Regions from separate parts of the Sorghum bicolor genome. Here region 1 is linked to region 2. Evidence: chromatin contacts called from public HiCAR-type data. All regions are on one chromosome and are shown on one strand. The core of a region is the stretch at or near the end of the contact, and the rest is flanking DNA. Distances in the headings are between cores, read along the strand shown. Region 1 holds the start of LOC8068453 (FGGY carbohydrate kinase domain-containing protein). Region 2 holds the start of LOC8079550.

Region 1 (3,539 bases), core at 141-2,640, 71 kb after region 2:
GCTGCAGCGTTTATCAACCAGAGGATAGCAAATCAAAGTGCTGAAAACATTTGAGGAGACGTGGCCAGGGGTTCTTTGGAGGAGCTGCACGGGTTTGTAGGGGATAACAACAACAATTAACAATAACCATGTGTAGATTGGTGCGAGAATAGAATGAAAACACCACATCTACGGTGATATCCCACATCAGGAGAGAGGGGGAAGGAAAGGAGGGAGGAAGGGAAAGAGAGGAAGAGTAAACCAGCGAGTGGATGGATCGAGGGAGAGGAGAGCCGCGCTGCCTGTGTGCAGGAGCTCACGTGGAGGGAGGCAACCGTGGGCAACAACGGTGTCCGCCCATGTCGCGCCGCCGCGCAGGACCCACACCACCCGCGTCACGCTCTGCGAGGAGCCATGTCACAGGGCTAGGCCGCGTGGGGTGGAGGAGAAAGGAGGGGGTCGTGGGTCGTCGGTGCTGCAGCTGCCACCTGATGAAGGGCCGAAACCCTAGGTTGGGTTTGTGCCGTCCCAGGACCGGAGAGGGCGTCACGATGGTCGGCAGCGACGACGAAGGTGGGGAACGACGACGGCACTACCGAGCGCGGCCTCGGCGCGATGCTGGAGACGGAAGAGTCGGGAAGGAGACGAGAAGTATCGGGAAGGAGGGTGAGAAGCCAGGAAGCCAGACATATATATTTGACTGGGCAGCTACGCAGCGGAAGCTGTAAAGATCAGCCATAAGCAGGAACCAGCTCATGACAAAATCACCTGAATCAGCTACAACCTTTGTGAACCACAGGATATAAGAAATCAAATGGCTGAAAACTTTTTAGGAGACGTGGCCGGTGGTTCCTTGGAGGAGCCGCACGGGTATTCTAGGGGTTAACTAGATCTAATCGGTATTTCTTGAAGTAACATTTGGTCTGTACTTGCGTGTTCCAACATAATATATAAATGGCCAGCAGGATGTATGAACAGATCATAAATTTGGCATAAGTACGAACAAACCCTGAACTGAAACTGTACTTTGCTAGATTCTGCTTGACTGCTTTTGCGCGAGGGGTTTGGTATAATGGTATCAGGTGGCTCAGCGGCGGATAAATTGCCGTAGATACAGATAACAGATCCCTGCTCCATGGTGGTATTTAGCTGGATTCAGCCATGGGAAGCTACGACTCCAAAAATAATCACACACAAAGGTCAGCTGGTATGCTGCTGGAAGATTTTAAAGGAGAGAAATAAACGTGTTTGATGGGCACCCAAGCACAATTTGCTCATGGTCATGCTAGTTGCGGGCCTGCGGCGTACGCAGGACCAGAGGCCCATCCCTTCAAAAAAAAAGAAGGACCAGAGGCCCAGCCCAAAGGAGCTAAAAAAACCCGCTATCCTATCCTGTATTCCTGTCTCTTCTGTCTGCTGTCTTCACCGCTCTCGTTCTCAAGTCAGTCGACCGGCCACATCAGACCTGGAGGGCCACGGGTCACCGGCGGCTGGTCGCCCGGGGACGTGGCAGCACGCGATCTCGATCCTGGTGAGCACCTCCCCCCTCTGTCCTCTTCGTTCCCCCCGACCCCGAGCGCCACCTGGGCCGGCCGGCCGGCCGGCCAGATCGGACGCAACTCTGCGGCACACGCATGAGCACCACTCCTCCCCGCCTCTGGCGCTCTTCTTTTCCCTCCCAATCTCTAATCCCTCTTCCAGTTTGCGTGCTGCAGTACCGGCACCTCGGTCATCTCCTCCCGTTGCCGCTGAGATGGAGTGGCGAAATCACGGCATACGGCTGCGGCACTGCAGCGCCCAACCCCAAGTCTGAATTTCCCAAGGCCAAGCCCGAGGTATGTAAACGCTAATCCCAAACGAGCTGCTCAACTGCACTGAGCTCGCAATACCTGACCAAGTATTTCCTTTGTCGTATTAGTGTGGCGACTAGCGAAACTAAATCTGTACCAGTCCTAAGCAACGCACAAACTTTGAAATAGCAATAGTTTCTTGCGAAATATACTTCACGTGACAAAATAAACCTAAAAGGTTTCTAAAACTCTGTTGTGATGGACTGATGGTTATATTGTCCTACAAGATGGCCTAGCTGAGTTTGGGAGTAAAATTTCATACAGATCAATCATGGCCATGAACTCTGAACTTGTGGAGCCCTTTTCTATTAGATCACCCCCTCAGTAGTGTTCACCAAGGGCTTGTTTGATACAGCTTAGGGGTCTTTGATTTCACCTGCTCTTGCCAATATCGCATAGCAGTGACAGCTCCGGTTCCTAGCAACACAAAATGAAATGGGGGATAGGCGGGAGCAGAGGAAGCCAGATATTTTGGGCTTTTTATCGACTCTTGCTACATCATACTACAGTAGTAGAGCTGAAGTCTCGCTAAGGCCTAAGCCCTGTCAAACAAGCCCTAACTTTTTTCCTCGTTATATGTTTTCTGACGGTGAACAGTAGGCCACACCCACGTGGGCACCCTTGGCCACGAACTCTGACCGCTCCCCTGCTCTGCTTGTCTGCCACTGCCGTCCCACCAGCCCGTGGATGCCACCATGCCCCGCGGCAGTGCCGCCTCTGTGTTCCTTGGTGTCGATGTTGGTACTGGCAGCGCTCGTGCAGGTTCGCCCCTCGATTCTCAACTTAAAAGTATCCTCCTTTTCTTTTGAGGATTTCTCTCCATTTTTGTAACTTTCGCTGTTTTATTATTAAATTAGATCAGTATGCTAGTATGATTAACTTTTCCTCAAGTTGGATGTATAAATCTGAGTAATTTGCTGCTTTCTAGGGGTATTTGGAGTCCAAGGTTATTGGTTGTCCACTGATGAATAAATGGTCGTTCTTCAGTTCTTGAGAGAAAGCTTGTTGTTAGTTACTCCAACAGAGTAATCTAGGATAGGCATTTTAAACAATTTATTGGAGACCTACTTAGGATAGATGTATAGATACCTGCATAGAGAACACTTTTCAGTCATGACACGCTTGATGTCTTAAAAGAAAATACAGTACTTTACATATAACCAATTTATACGACACCCTTTGTTTTGTAAGTCAACCACCAACCCATGTAATTTCATCCATCTGATCTTGTTGTAAAGGAGTTGTACATATGGGTTGTACTTGTACACATATTAGGTCATGTGGAGGCGTAATAGGTAACTATTTCAATTTGTAACATTTTCTCTCTTTGGTCAATTTTTAGGTCTCTTTGATGAAAAGGGCAAGTTGCTGGGGTCGGCTAGCAGCCCTATACAGATATGGAAAGAGAAAGACTGTATTGAGGTTTGTAACAGTTCTTGCACATGCAATGTATGCATGATTAGTTGATGAATCAAATACTGTTTTACCATAACCAGTTTTTTTTTATGCCCAGCAATCATCAACTGATATCTGGCATGCAGTCTGTGCTGCGGTGAAATCCGCATGCTCACTGGCAAATGTTGCTCCTGAGGATGTTGCCGGCCTTGGCTTTGCTGCCACTTGCTCCCTTGGTTTGCCTCTAATACCATAGTACCTTGCACATTCTCATCTTATTGTGTAGGCTGTAGAGGGAAAATATTTACATTTAAG
Region 2 (3,627 bases), core at 242-2,741:
GAAGCCCCCCGGGAGACCGAGATGCGGTGTGTGACCACATGCAATCACAGGCAAGGTGCTGGAATCCACGACACCACGGCAGCCTGTAGGTTGACACACGGTGGGACATGGAGAGGCAATTGAAACATTTGTTGTGCCACTCCTCCAGGATCTGTGGTTTGGGGGGCTGATCGCGCACACCCCATCCACCTCTAGGAGTCGAAGCATGTGGAATGCCAGCGCCCCCACCAGGGATCTGCGCTCTCAGCAGAGTCTCGCACCATCCATCAACGTTGGAATCCGAGATCCGCCAACAGGAGGTGGGCAACACTATGGAACCGAGCCTCTGGTGGACCGGCGTGCGACGGCCAGCGCCACACAAGACCCGCTTACGCTGACGGTCATCATCTATACCTTGAAAAATAGATCTACTACTCATTATCTGTACCTCAAAAGATTCCCTAAAATAGGTCGAACATTTACATGCACCTCAGCAACAAAAAGTAAACCGAAGACCTCATTAGTTACCAAATTTGAACCCCTGGGGCTGGGTGCTGCAGCTTATATAATAATAACGTCTTAAACACCGTACCACAAATCACTACTTCGAATAGTCTTGTTTGAAGTTCACATCAGAGAAGCCTACGTAAATTGCACATCAGACTTCAGAGCCACAAGCACAGGCACATTTGTACCAAGTTTGAAGGCGTGCTATAGACAGCCGTAGATCTCTCATGCATCTCTGACGGGCAAAATACTTTTATGCAGGCGCAACGCAGTCGCCGTGAGCCAAGATAGATGCATGTAGAAAACCCATGCGCGAGTCAGAGTCCTAGTGGTGTGCGCCTCCATGACCACCGCTCCCTTCTCTCGCGTGGTCCGGTGGCCGCGGCGTCCTCACCGCCACCGCCCACACGCGGGTGATCACCTCCTGCATGTAGAAACCCTGCGGCGGCGGCGGCTATGCATATTCACTTGAGCTAGTCAATGAACATCGATCGGTTAGTCGGTTACCGATCGGCAAACCAACTGTGCGATCCACTTACGTTATCCTTCGCCGCCTCCTCGCCGCCGGACTCTTTTTCTTCGGACGATCTCGCCTGCGCCGCCGTCACTGTGGCGGCTTCAGTTGCAGCAGCAACGGCAGCCGACGGCTTCTGGTCACGGCAACAGCCGAGCAGGCCCAGGCAGCCAGCGCAGGCGCGGAGCAGCGACCACGGGTGCGCAAAGGGTGGCGGCGGCGAGGCTGCTTCAGAGCCCACCACGTCGTCCTCGAGCAGGCCCGTCGAATCGTCGGCTTTATACCCGTCCTCCTCGCGCTGATCCATGGATTCCTCGGACGACGTGTCCTCGCCCTCCGCCGCCGCAGTCTCTTCGCGCTGATCCGCCGCCGAAGCCGATTCTTGGCAGTTGTTCTCCTCCTTTTCCCCGTGCGGATCCATTGCCTTTGCTGCTGTTGCTGTGGCCGCTCTAGATGCCGGGATCGGAGCTTCTTGATGTTGGAGTTTTGTTGAGATTTATGTACGATCGGTTCTCTACGAGGTAGACTACAACTACAACTAGAGATATTCCTAGGGATAGAGATAGATATATACTTTAAACCTTTTCTAAAGTTGTAAATAAAAATAAACAAAATCTACTCATAGTTAGACCTGAGCATTTTGCGGATTAGACCAGGTTCAGGCCATGCAAAAAAAACCCCGGTTCTTTCAGGTCGAGGAAATCCCACTCATAACTATTCTACTAGATAAGTCAGGCCTGTTTCGGGCCAAGCTCGAGCTTAGGTGGGTCACCCGTGTTTTATAGCTAAAAAATAGTATTTTGAACTGGGTTCGGGCAAAGAAAGAAATTTTCTGAACAGCAAGATCTATGCCCAGGCCAGGTTCATGAACGGGCCAAAATCCATCGGGCTCAGGCTAGGCCCACGAACTAGCGGTGCACGTAAAATCTTTACAGAAAGACGGTATTTAGTTTTTTTTCTTATATATAATCAATATATCTCTAACCGGCAAAACTAAAAGCAGGAATTTATCCCATCAACACGTGATTTATTTTCCCAGTTTTTATCCATCCATCGCCTCGTAGGTTTTTCCTCCTCCGCGCAAGTTTTTTTCTTCCGGTTTTTATTTTTTTAATGGTCACCGGAGGGAGGCGCCACCTGAATTTTATTATATATGGCCCCAAATGGCCCTTAGAGAATTTACATTATGAAGAGCATCACCCAGATGGTGATTTCACAAGATGAAGGTGTAGATGAAAGAGCAAACCAAAAAATTCATAACTGCTACTAATTTGCCAAATCCAGGAAAAGGCATTCTTCCGGTTTTTATCCATCCATCTCAATTGCTCGAAATTATTAAACGCTAACCGAAACCCGAGTGCTAACACGAGAGATACACCAAGTCACCGATACTCGGGCCAACAGAAATTAGGATTTATATAATTCTTTATTTCTTTTTGGTGTCCCTGATAAGCATCTCTAAGGACTTTGTAAATGAATTTTGCATTTAGTGTTGTTTGCAAAGTCCCAAACTCATTTGCAAAGTCTAAAAATAGTCTAACTCCAAGGGACTTTGCATTTAGACTTGGCAAACCCAAAGTGTGAACTCTACCCCTGATTTTTTTTTCACCAATCGCGCCCGCGCGATTTTTTTTCCTTCGCGCCATTTTGACGTACGTCGTGCGTGCCAGTCGCCGCTCAGGCCAGGTCGCCGCCAGTTGCCGCCCAGCCCAGGCCTTCGCGCCTGTCACCGCCCAGCCCAGGCCACGTTCGTCATTCGTCGCCGTCGTCGTTCGCGTCAGTTCGCGCGGTAGGGAGGGCGGGCGCGCACGGCAGCTGGAGGGACGACGGGCACGCGCGGCAGCTGGAGGGCGGGCGCGCGCAGTAAAGAGGGAGGGCACGCGCGGCAGGAAGGGCGGACGGGCGTAGAGAAATCGCGCGGGGTGGAGGCGCGGGGGGACAGAGTCCGACGTGGAAAGCCGAAATTGTAGATGCAAAGTGGTGGGAAGGTTTGCATATATGCAAAGCCTCAACCTCTATTTGCAAAGTTAACCAAATTGCAAACCTTATTTGCAAAACCATTGGAGGGGTACTTTCTATTCTTTTTTGCAAATAGGGCAATGCAAAGTTTGTTTACAAAGCCCTTGGAGCCTAGCTTCGCAAAAAAGTAAGTTGAGCCTAGCTGACAACTGTTAGGAAGTTCCCAACGTACAGAAGTTTCGGCGTACCCGTTCACAGTCAACACCTCCATACAAAAATTGAGTTCTCAATGCAATTTCTTACTTTGCACTCGACAAGGCTCTGTTTGGAATATGAGATTTTTTTATTCCAGTATTATTCCTATGAAATCAAATTGGTTTGTATGAAATTCATGCATAATTCTTGTAAAACTCCTGCGCTCCAAATATGCCCTAAAATTTTTATCTGAAATCTTTTAGAGTCCTAAATATTTGTTTTATGTTTTTTTCAGATATTGACCTTTTTTTGAAATAATATATATTGAACTTTATAGAAGGGTTAAGGGCGTTCTCTAGCAAATTTGCCCTTACTATCGACAGGACTGACCAGGCAAATGGCAATGTACTGTCTATCGTCAGACCCGGAACTAGGCCCCACACGCCGGCGATGAGATGACGACAAGCCATGGA

Evidence for each region. HiCAR-type assays count read pairs that join an accessible place to other places.
Region 1: a HiCAR-type map of leaf shows a contact between it and region 2, with 2.7 times the contacts expected there. The contact joins the promoter of LOC8068453 here to the promoter of LOC8079550 in region 2. A contact is called at or near these places in 1 of 4 Hi-C or Micro-C datasets (leaf mesophyll) and 1 of 1 datasets of contacts at active chromatin or transcription factors (leaf).

The regions. Positions count from the first base shown.
Region 1 is chr6:57,641,649-57,645,187 of Sorghum_bicolor_NCBIv3, forward strand. It overlaps LOC8068453 (FGGY carbohydrate kinase domain-containing protein), which reads left to right and starts at 1,391. Exons shown (of 17, transcript XM_002447145.2): 1 at 1,391-1,510; 2 at 1,681-1,814; 3 at 2,427-2,591; 4 at 3,172-3,251; 5 at 3,343-3,460. The coding sequence starts at 2,525. It overlaps LOC110436355 (a long non-coding RNA gene), which reads right to left and starts at 673. Exons shown (of 7, transcript XR_002454247.1): 1 at 1-673.
Region 2 is chr6:57,570,194-57,573,820 of Sorghum_bicolor_NCBIv3, forward strand. LOC8079550 reads right to left here and starts at 1,492. Exons shown (of 2, transcript XM_002448568.2): 1 at 1,026-1,492; 2 at 527-925. The coding sequence starts at 1,421. The coding sequence ends at 812.